Linked DNA regions of Mus musculus: region 2 is linked to region 1. The links are chromatin contacts, called in public Hi-C maps. All regions are on one chromosome and are shown on one strand. Each heading gives the region's core, a stretch centred on a gene start, on an enhancer-like site or on the middle of the called end of the contact. The rest is flanking DNA. Distances are from core to core; before and after follow the strand shown. Region 1 overlaps Cadm1 (cell adhesion molecule 1). Region 2 has its middle 47 kb from the start of Gm40518.

Region 1 (2,766 bases), core at 59-2,558:
GGATTTTTAAATGCCGGGCACATAGGAGATTGAGTTCATATTAATATTTATAAGGTTTGAGAAGATATTTAGTGAAATATTTGTATAATTTAATTTTGGTCATAATCAAGAAGAAAACCATAACAAGAAGGACATTGCACTTTAGTTTGGTGACTCTTTGTAGCTCAGAGTTAGAATTATTTTTTTCTGGAAAAACTCATGCTGACCCCTGCATGTTTAAAGAGAACTTTTTTTTAAATTTATACCCAGAAGTTAGATGTTATGTGTGTATAAATTCCTTGAGTTGGATTGTTTTATGGTAATTTTATATAAGCTAATTAGGAAATCAGTATTGATAATGATTTTTTTTTAAGCCTTCATTGATAGTCCTGCAAAACTCCATATTGTAGCTGCTTTTATATTCTGTAGTACAGGGAAGAGCACCCTGGGTTCACAGGAAACCTGCTTCCTGTGGTTTTGCTTAGGGCTAATTGAGCTTAATGTAGTTTTGTGTGCAGAAGGTATTGACTTGTGCATAGTATTTAATTTGTGTAAATATGTGTGTATGTAATGTTTGGCCCCTCCGAGTTTTATTTTAAATGTAACCCTTGAAACTGGGATAATAGAAATTCGTAGCTTAGGCCTGCTAGCAATTGCAGGTGCCAACGGTTTAAACTGCTGTAGAAATACAATTATGAGCAGCCAAGAGCAAATCTTGTTTTAAGGTCCATGTGTAATGAATGCCTGTTAGTATTATAGAATACAATTAAAAAGAGGTTTACCTCTCCTAAGCTGTGATTGGTTCTTTCTGATGGAAATGTTGAGTCCCCTGAGTAGAATGTGTATTCAGCTCTCGGTGATTTAGACACCAGTGAGCCTGGCATACTGCAGGCTTGGATAAATTCAGGGCAGTTATAGTCAAGCAGAGATGGGAAAAGACTGAAAGATTAATGAGCGAGCTTAAAACAAAGCTTCAAAAATGAGAGCAGTGCTCTGCTCGGTCTTATATAATTGTGCAGAATAGAAGTCGGTTTTGGCGGCTGTTGTTAAAAAAAATTTTAGGATCTTGGCAGAAAATGTTTATTTGTTATAAAAATCGGACCTAGAGAATGCAAGTGAAAACCTGGGTTGAAATATCCAGTTCCTGCTTGGCTGTGTAGTCCTCAGAGACACACCCTGCCCATAGCCTCTTTTATTCTTGCTTGACCAAGCCTCTTCAGTTCTCCCCACTACACCCCCCACGGAACTTCCCACTGCTTCATGATGGTGAGGGCCAAAGTCCCAGCTCTGGCTACTCTCCAGGAAGTGCACATCTGGGTGGTGTTCCTGGAGGCCTCACTGGCACTCTTGCGTGTTGACCAAGGCCTAACAGATCAGGACCGTTCAGAAGCATGAGAGCCCTCTGCCACGGTAGCCCAACTTACTGCTGATTACCTGTGGATCCCAGTTTCTGGCTGGTGGCTTTCAATAGTAGCCTCGTGGCATTTCTTTACTAAGACTTAATGCAAGGGATCCTAATGGCTTTAAAATGCGCTTTTACCTTTGCCAATCCTTTTAATAGCCCCTGTAACTAACCTTCCATTTGCCCAACACTGTGGAGCTCTGCTGCGGAGCTGGTCATCCCGTAATGCGAGGCTGGGCACTCAGGGAAAGGGCAGCTCGTAATTAACGCAGTGCAGGTGAGCCATTTCTTTGATCCAGGGCTTGCCAGCGCAGTGAAGAAGAGCAGCCTTGGAAGAGAGACTGCCAACTCAGAAGAGGGTTCTCCAGTCTGTGTAGACACAGCAGCAGCCTTTCACTCTGCCTGTCCCTTTCTTCAAGGAGTTTGGCGCCACCTACAGGAGGCAGGAAGCGCGGTAACCTCAGCTTCTCATGGAAGCACTGGACTTCTCCCCGTGGTCATTCCTCATATTTAGGGTTTTTTTCCCCCCCTATCAAGTTGATCACTTGTTCAGCATGTAGTATTTATCAAGCCTCTCTTTGGCCACGGGATGATGCTAAGCTCTATGGGAAGAAAGGTTACGTCTGTACTAACTGTTTTGGCAGAAGATTCCTCACCGGTAATTGCTTGGTAAGGTCTCTGTTTCTGCTGCCCTGAGCCTTTTCCTTGGACACTCCAGCAAGAGAGAGCAGTTACAGATGGGCGTTGGAGGGGACAGCCTACAAGGGCTGCAGACTTCACTTTTGAGTTTCCTTTGTTTTTTTTTTTTTTTTTTTTTTTTGTGGACAGAGTGGCAGCCAATCCATTATTTTCTTGTTTGTTTCTATTTGTTTTCTTTGGAAAGAAATGTTGAGTTTAACAAAGGGGTGGGGGGAACTACAGTCAAGGAAGTTCAAGATGCATGATCCAGTTCAGAGACTTCAGGGGGAAAGACAGGTGATCGCTGTTGCTGGTGCATTAAAGGTGCTGAAGAGATAATGAGGATCAATTATTTTCATTCATCAGCCTTTCATAACTGTATCACTGAATTAAGCTCTCCATTGTTCCACGCTGGAGGGATTTGGCTTGAAAGGAGTTAAGAAGGTAGGTTTCTGCCTGCGAGTGAATGAGCTCAGCTCTCCCTTCCCCACCAGCACCCCTAACCCAGACCTGTTCTTGAACTCTCTGCCTGCACCCTGCTGGGTTTTTTGTGTCATCTTGCACCACACCCCGACCCCCACTCCACCACTCTGCCTCCCAGACCCACTGTGGCTCACATCAGCTTGAGCACGTGTCCTCATCTGTCCACTACAAAAGACACAGTCATGTAACCTGCCCTTCTTTGTAGTATTTCTAGCTTTTCTTTC
Region 2 (2,700 bases), core at 94-2,593, 400 kb after region 1:
TCGGGGTGGCAGGTCTGCTTCCTTGAGTCCTGAAAGCGCGCTCAATGGCCCAGGAACCATGGTTAGATGTCAGCTCTATTCATTCAGTCATGGTCAAGATCACGACTGACCTCAGGTGGACTGTGGCCTCATCTGATTCTCCAAGCTAGTTTCATGATGCTGCCTGTGATGTTTCAGGGCTTCTTCCAGTGGAACTGTGGGGTCATAAGAGGAGGGAAATATCTAATAAACTCACCTATCCCTTTGTGACAAGGGAGACCCACTGGGGGGATGTGTGTTTTTGATGACTAGGCTGGTTCTTGAAAAATTAAAACTTGTATCCATAACTACTGAGTCCAGAGTTCATGCTCTGCACATTTATTCTGAGCTAGCATTCTCTCTCTCTCTCTCTCTCTCTCTCTCTCTCTGTGTGTGTGTGTGTGTGTGTGTGTGTGTGTGTGTGTGTGTGTGTGATCTGAAGAATGAATGGGGCTGGTGAGATGGCTCATCAGTTAAAGGCACTGGTTGTTCTTCCAGAGGTCCTGAGTTCCATTCCCAGCAACCATGTGGTGGCTCACAACCATATACAAAGGGATCTGATGCCCTCTTCTGGCATGTAGATGAACATACAGACAGAGAAAGCCTACCTTAAAAAATACATTAAAAGAAGAAGAAGAAGAGGAGGCAGAAGGAAGAAGAGGAGGAGGAACACAATCTCAGGAACGTCCAGAAAGATAAAACTGGCTCAAGGTCATCGTACACCAGGACAGTAGACGGATGGACCCTTTAATCTATTGACTTTAGGCCAACCCTGTTGCTATTCAGCCTGTGGCTTACTTTGACTATCCTCCTCGCACCCACCAAAATACACATACACACACACACACACACACACACACACACACACACACCTCTCATCTCCTTTGTACATCTTCTCATAACCTCTCTTCTAGCACAGAAGGCTCCAAGCCACACACTGAGAATAAGTACCCACCACCCATCAGCAGAAAGAAACTCTCAGCTGCCTGTCCACCCAGTCGGGATTGCTGGCATTGTGGCCCGGGAAAACTGTCTGCTTCGGAGATGGGAATCTGGAGATGAGGAATAATAATAAATTGAGAGTGGAACAGGACTGAGCAGTGCACACACCTCCCCATCTGCTCTGGTACAGGCTGCTGGATTTGCCTTAGATTAGGTCTCTGTTTCTGATCTGACAACAGATGCCAGAGCCATAAATAACTGTGTGTTTTTCCCTTGAACTTTCGCTGCCATCTCCTGATGCCTGGTGTCACATTGCATTCTGGGGAGAGGTGCAGTGGAGCATGCCACCATCTCCTTGGCCTCACTCCGTCCCTCTTCCCGAGTGTGCCACCCCCATCATGTCCAAGAGCAAGCTGTTGGCTGTGGTGAGGGTTCCTGTGGAGTGCACTGACTGGGGACTGGGAGCCTTGGCCTCTCTCCCCAGTCATCCCGCTTGACCCCAGCTTCTTAGAGGGAGTCTGAAGTTGTTGATTTGTCTGCACAGGCAGGGAGCGCCTGTGTGAGGTCACAGGCAAGGCAGATCTCTGACCAGGCATTGAGGAGGGCAAAGGAGCTGAAATGAAGGTTCTTCAAGCTGGCAGCCTAGTCCTGGAACCAACCCCCCCCCCAGGCAATAGATGGCCACACTTGGCATTGAGGCTTTTCCCAAGAAATGACAGTAATATATAAGGAAGTGTCTCCTCCAGCTCAGCAGGGTGTCAGTAAGCAATTAGCTCCTATCCTAATGGTGCCTCTTCCCAGCCCTGCCTCCCTCTCTGACTTTTTCTAACTGCATTAGGCTCACTTAGAAACTCAGAGTTACCCTTGGTACAGACCAGAGTGGGACATTCTCATTCTATGATGAAGAAACGCTAAAGCCGAGCTTTCTCATCTTGTCTTAGTGATGGTGAAAAATGGAGAGCAAGATAACAGGTCCAGATGTTGGCCAAAGTTCAGCATCCAGGACCCACTCCACTTCCCGAGCTGACTCCGTGCTTTGAGTCTCCCCCTCCCCCCTCTATCCTCCTTCTCCTCTCTTTGCACCCCCTTCTCTCTCTCTTTTTGCTCAATGTCATGCCTCCCTTACTTTTCCAATTCCCCTATCACTCCCATCTCCTTCTTCTTCTTCATCAGACCACCTGCCGTCCCTACAGGTGCTGTCCTGAAACTCCCTCTCCCTCCCTCCTCCACCCCCTCTACGTCCTCCCTCCCTCTCTTCTCAGTGTTTGGGCACTTGCCTCTGCTTCTTCCTTTTCTTTCTGTGGATTTCCTGAGCCTTCAAAGGGCTCACCCTGGCGTCTTCCTCCTTGCTTTCTTCTCGGACTTTCTCTTTATGGTTCTGGATCTTCTGCTGCCTCACTCATTTCTACCTCCCCATACTTTTTACTTTCCTCTTGTCCTGTTTCATGGCCCTCTCCCTTCCCTGGCTTTCTCCATTCTGTCTCTCTTCTGCTGATTGTATCTGCTCCTTATGCATCCCTACAGCCAAGTAAGTATCCCTTGCTCCGGTGGATGCCCAGCTCTCGCCTTCTTCCAGAGGAGTGGTGCTTTCTTGCCTTTAGCATCTTAGTTTCTCCCTTGTTCCTCGTCCAGCACTGCCCATCTGCGCAGAGGGTTGGCACCTACTGTCTCTGCAGCGAGCTGGATGTGAGCTACTCACTTGAGGGAAGGTATGACTGAGTCCAAGGTACAGTAAACTAG

Evidence for each region. Hi-C and Micro-C count contacts between places; a contact is called where the count stands out from the background.
Region 2: a Hi-C map of the N1E-115 cell line shows a contact between it and region 1, with 4 times the contacts expected there. The contact joins two enhancer-like sites. A contact is called at or near these places in 2 of 484 Hi-C or Micro-C datasets (the N1E-115 cell line and nephron progenitors).

What each region holds. Positions count from the first base shown.
Region 1 is chr9:47,706,698-47,709,463 of GRCm38.p6, forward strand. The region is part of intron 1 of Cadm1 (cell adhesion molecule 1); the gene reads left to right. Among named protein-coding and RNA genes, the nearest start is that of Gm10677, 110 kb to the right of the region's middle. Within about 2 kb of position 1,309, at least 40 of the 459 cell types and tissues checked have an H3K27ac peak or open chromatin away from gene starts, as enhancers often do. A contact at or near this core is called in the N1E-115 cell line, where this site is marked.
Region 2 is chr9:48,110,353-48,113,052 of GRCm38.p6, forward strand. No RefSeq gene overlaps it. Among named protein-coding and RNA genes, the nearest start is that of Gm40518, 47 kb to the right of the region's middle. Within about 2 kb of position 1,344, at least 8 of the 459 cell types and tissues checked have an H3K27ac peak or open chromatin away from gene starts, as enhancers often do. A contact at or near this core is called in the N1E-115 cell line, where this site is marked.